2 separate regions of the Muntiacus reevesi genome follow, and region 1 is linked to region 2. A link is a contact called in public Hi-C data. All regions are on one chromosome and are shown on one strand. Each heading gives the region's core, a stretch centred on a gene start, on an enhancer-like site or on the middle of the called end of the contact. The rest is flanking DNA. Distances are from core to core; before and after follow the strand shown.

Evidence for each region. Hi-C and Micro-C count contacts between places; a contact is called where the count stands out from the background.
Region 1: a Hi-C map of muscle shows a contact between it and region 2, with 16 times the contacts expected there. The contact joins the promoter of LOC136168707 here to the promoter of TOR3A in region 2. A contact is called at or near these places in 2 of 3 Hi-C or Micro-C datasets (blood and muscle).

The regions. Positions count from the first base shown.
Region 1 is chr5:106,192,686-106,195,385 of mMunRee1.1, forward strand. LOC136168707 (tRNA N(3)-methylcytidine methyltransferase METTL2-like) reads right to left here and starts at 1,324. Exons shown (of 3, transcript XM_065936413.1): 1 at 1,293-1,324; 2 at 1-35. The coding sequence starts at 1,324. AXDND1 (axonemal dynein light chain domain containing 1) reads left to right here. Exons shown (of 25, transcript XM_065937172.1): 4 at 2,326-2,446.
Region 2 is chr5:105,927,806-105,930,505 of mMunRee1.1, forward strand. It overlaps TOR3A (torsin family 3 member A), which reads left to right and starts at 1,325. Exons shown (of 6, transcript XM_065936128.1): 1 at 1,325-1,681. The coding sequence starts at 1,414.

The sequences.
Region 1 (2,700 bases), core at 74-2,573, 260 kb after region 2:
TCTTCCTGCAGACCGCGGCAGGATCCTTGAAGTATCTTTAATGAACCAGCATAGAATCTGAAGAGGGCATGGGTCTACCTTTTGTGTATGATTATTATCAGTAGGATGGCAGTAGAAGCTGGCTCTTCTGACATTTCACTCATTTAAATTTGCTTTGGTGTCTCTGTGTACTTGTCCCCATATTCTCCTATCCCTTGTACTCTAGTAGGAGGGACAATTTCAGGCAGAATGTCTTCGGGCCTCTTTTATTTGCACTTCTGAGAAGAGCTAGGTAACACAGTTTCATGACATGCAAAAACTTGAAAAATAAGTTCTTAAACCCTGGTTCTCCTCAGAGCAAACCCTTAAACTTTACACACGTGTGTGCTCAGTCGCTCAGTCATGTCTGACTCTTTGCACCCCGTGGACTGCAGCCCACCAGGCTCCTCTGTCCATAGAATTGTCCAGGCAAGAATACTGGAGTGGGTTGCCATTTCCTCCTCCAGGAGATCTTCCAGATCCAGGGATCGCACCCAGGTCTCTTGCGCCTCCTGCATTGGCAGGCAGATTCTCTACCACTGCACCACCATCAAGGAAGTGATCAAATCAGCAAGTTATATTTGTTGTTTTTATATCATTTCTAAAAATATCCAAAGGGTCAACATTTTCCCTGTGAAGATTGTGATCTCCTAATTTTCTGCGTATGGGTTCATTTATCAATTTACTCCCTCCAAAAACACTTACTCCTGCCATGCTCCTTACTGAAATACCACTTAATAGTGAGTTTACAGTTACTAATACTTAGGTAGATTATTTAGTCTTTCTGAGTTCAATTTCTTATTTGTAAAAAGGGAATAATAGACTGACTCCATTTTGTGTACCTCCCGGAGATATAGAAAGCACAATGAGATAATGAATGCAAGAGCACTTGTAAAACCGAACACTGCTCTCACTGCTGTGTAAATATAAGGTGTTTTTACTCAGCTATGGCTCAGTGCTAGAAAAAGTGGCAGAAATTTAGGTTACAGACTGTGTTCTGGGGCTTTGGTGTCATAAGTATTGGTACTTTATTTTATGCCAGTGGACCATGACTTTAATTATTAACATTTAATAAGTAGTAGTTATGAGATATTTGAAGTACTTTGAAAAATTATTATCTCTGTGTGCAGCAATAATCTGACATTAAACTTTTAATGTCAAATGACATCTCAGTAGGAATTTTTAGAAATGTGGAGATCTGTAGAATGGTAAGACAGGATAGTGGCTTCTCTGAAATGTCCTCACACCAGTCCTTGGACCCTGTGAATACATACCTTACATGGCAAGGGTTGCCCTGATTTGGCATTGGCAAGAGACAAGAGGAGAGTGACTATAAAATTAATATGTGTTAGTGACAGATATTGAGGACAAAGGATGGGACAGAATCAATTATGGATGCTGAGATTTTTGATGAGTAGAGTGGTGGTTAGAACTAGTGATTACAGAAGGATGAAAAGTTAGAATGGGGGAGAATTATTTAGTTGTATCTAGATGTAACAAGTATGATAAGGTGAGATTTGATAGCATAGCCAAGGGAGGAAGTGTAGGGAAAGCACAGAGAAATGCGGATAGGATGTTGTGGAAAATTTCCATTTGGTAGGCAGGAGGTCACAGAGATGTCCAAGAAGGAGTGGGTGGGATGAAAGAACCAAGGGAGTCCAGTCATACAGAGGGCAGGAGAGAGGAGAGTGTTTTTAGAAGGTGAGGTGATCAACCCTGGAAAATACCCAGAAGAACAGTGGAAGATGAGAACTGGTGACTTAACTGTAGAAAGTCATCCTCAGCTTTCTGGAGAATGATTTCAGCAGAGAGATGGGAATGAAGTCAGATTTGCAGGGAGATTTTAAGAAGTCTAATGTTGAGCAGAAAGTACGAGGTAGATCAAGGTAACTTGACGACAATGCACAGTCAAAGGATGATTTTTAGAAGAGGAAACAACCTGAGTTATAGGCCGGAGGGAATATTTCAGGAGAAAAGGAAATACACAGAAATTATAATTGATGGAATGAGATCCCCAAGAATGTGGGCAAAGATGAAATGAAGGGCTGAAGTGGAGGAAGTAATCTTGGGGGATAGAATGCATCTTAACCTGAGGCTGAAGGAAAAGAGAAGGAAATTTGAGATGGAGAAAAGGAAGGATGTGGGGGAAAACCCTAATGCCTCAGCCTTCTAAGTAAAGTATGAGGTAAGGAGGCCAGTTTTGTGTCCCTTTTTACCCACTAGAAGGATGTATGTGGGCATTACCCACTTTTATCCAGTAGCCAAACAAAAAACTTATTTTGTAAATTTTTATTTTTTTAATCTTAGGGATATTTCTTTTCTGTACGATGTGAAATATGTTAAAGGAGAGACGAGGGAGAGTGCAGTTTGTCCCCCACGAGCGGACCGCACACTGCAGTCACGTGATGGAGTCATTGTGCCTCATAAGGTAAATAAAGTGTTTGACAACTTCCTCTCCCTCTCTCTACTTAAAAAAAAAAATCCTCAGAATATAAAGCCACGTCAAACTTAACGGCCTGCATTGTTTAGGCTTTCTAATTTTTTCATGGCGCTTTCTAATTTTTTCTAGGAAAGGGAATTTACTAGGAGAAGATCAAGTGTATCTTAAGCAGTTTTCCAAACTACAGCTATTTAATCTTGAAAATACAGTATAGGAGCCTAGATTTTTTTTTTTCAAAGGAA
Region 2 (2,700 bases), core at 75-2,574:
GGTTTGGGGCCTGAGTTTGCATTTCTAACAAGCTTCAGGGCAGTGCCAAAGCCAGTGGTTCTTCGGCTATTCTAGGGTAGGATTGAGTTTGCTTGGTAAGGAAACACAGCTGCCTGTAGTTTTTACCAGAGCCACTAGAGGTCTCCATCATCCATGAGATGTTGCTCCTAGCTTTACAACCAGGGATCTCCAAGCACTGAGAATGAAATAGCAAATTTAACTGAAAATAGAGGCTTATCTGCAAACTGGTGTTTGGATTCATTGTTTCTACCTGAGACTGACTTTGGATGAAAAAAAAAGCTGAGTCCCTAAAAAGGGAAAAGATGTCTTGAAATCAAATTGTCCAAGAACTTTCAAGCGACCTGCTTTATTTATACTGTGAAATGTAAAATCAAAATCCAATCTCAAATATTATCAGTTAACCCTCCATGAAAGTTACCAGTAGAGAATTATTTCCACAGTCTTAAAACTTGAATTTTTTTTAAAGAAACCAGGGTAAATACCAGTCATTTTATCAGCATGAATTCACCAGTTTCTTCCTAGGACAAGATGGCTCTTAGGTCAGTGGCTTCAATAACTCAGGTGATCTTTGAAAAAAAAAATGCAGTAAGTACTTGGGGAATCTAGCAAGCTTGTTACATGCTCATATTATGGAGAAAAGAGGCCCAGAGGTCTTCTGCCAGCGGTGTCTTGAGAAGCTGTTCAGTCACAAGCATTTAAAAGTTGCAAATTTAAGCCCAGAAAGTGCATTCAATACTTTCAACAGGCTGTGATTACATGGACGTGAGACCTCGTGATTTTTCCATGACTCTCGGGGAGTTTCCAAAATCGAAATATCTCCAGTCGAGTCCATTAGCTTGCTTCCCCAGCTGTGAAAACCTGCTGATTGCTTGCTGCTCTGTTTCATTTCCCTCTGTCGCGAAGCCAGGCCCAGGGCTGACTTCCCCTGGCTAAGTCAAGCTCCCGGTGAGATGGTTGCCCGGTTTCATCTAACAGGTTGGTAGGAAGTTGATCTGCAGACACGCGACAGGGCACCAGTGGGTACCCGTATTTCGTAGCCCTCAGGTGAGCCACCGGAGCCGAACGAAAGAAAGTAACTGGGTGATTGACAGTGGCCATTTCAAGGCCTGACTTCAACTTCTTTGCAACCACGATCACCCAGAATAGACTGCTGCCTGGCCGCGAGGCCCCAGTCGGCTGGGCGGCGCCTGCAAGTGGCCTCGGGTTGCAGTCTCAAGAACCATTCGGTTTCGGTTCGGGCGAGGGAAACGAGCTCGGCCCGCCTGCGGTTCCCATAGCAACGCCAATCCCTGGCCAATCCGGGCCTCGGAAGTGCGGGCGCCCGCCGTCAGGCCCGGACCCTGAAAGGGCCGGGAAGGCCCAGCGGCGGAGGGACCTGCTGCCGGCCTGGCCATGCTTGGGGGCACAGAGCGTCTGCTCTGGCTCCTGCTTCTGTCGCTGCTGCTGCCGCCCCCGAGTGCGTGGGGACAAGGCGGCCAGGCGAGGCCGAGGGAGGGGACCGAGGAGGCGGGCTCGGCCGGGGCTTGGCTGGCCTTTCAGGGCCTGCGGGAGCGACTGAGGGCGGCCGGCGCGCTCTCCAGACACTACTGGGCTCGCTTCAGCTGCCGCGTTTGGCCTCAGGACTGTGGGGAGGATGAGGAGGCGTCGGCGCGGTCCCCGGGTAAGATCCTGGGCTCTGGAGGGCGGGAGCCGGCAGGCGGGATGCGCGAGGCCCGCTGGGATCCGGACGCGGCGTTCAGAGCCTCGCTCCCGTCTTGGGCCGTCGCGATCGGGGTCACCAGACAAGCGCCTTAGCCGCCGGCTCTGCTGTTCCGCCCAGCCTTTTGGCCGAGCTAAAAGCAGGGCAGCGTCTGCGGAACCGGGAACCCTCATCACTGCCGCCGCCGCTGCCGCCCCCAGCGCTGGCTCTGCGTCCTTGTGCAGACGAGCGGTCCTGGCTGCCCTCCCCGCCGGCTCCTGGCTCCTCCAGACACGGCTTACACTTCCCTGCTGTCTCCGAACCTGCCCTGTCATTATTCCAAGGAGCTGCTCTTGCTCACATTCTTGATGACTTTAAGGAAAACCCCCAGTTGGACACTCCCCACAAGTACCTTGTCCTCCTCCTCTGCTGCTTACAAAAGCCGAAGCTGGGCTACGAGTCCCCCAAACCTGACTTCTGATTTATTCTCTGTCACTGATAAATTGTGAGGCAGGGTTGTAACATAAAGGTCCTGGCCCTGGTGGTCTCTGAGGCTCCTTGCAGTGGATGTCCTTAACTCTAGGCTCTGTGGTGGTAATCCTGCAATGGTGCTAGAAACATCTTTCATTTAAATTAAAAGTTCTTTTTTGGCGGGGAGGGGAGCGGGGCCTCCAGACATGAGGGATCTTAGTTCTCCAACCAGGGATCCAACCTATGCTCCCTGCATTGGAAATACAGAGTCTTAACCACTGGACCACCAAGGGAAGTCCCTAAATCAAAAGTTCTAAGTTCCAGTGAATGTTTTTTTTTTTTTTTTTTTTTCGTTTTTGCCAACGCTCAGTATATTCCAGTTGACATCTGATAGAAGAATGGAGCCTGGCCGGCTACTGTCCATGAGGTCACAACTTAGCGACTGAACAACAGCAGCAAAAGAATTGAGACACTTGGGGTTGGCCGTGATCAAATGATTCTGCAATCCAGAGCAAGTAGGAAGCATGGCA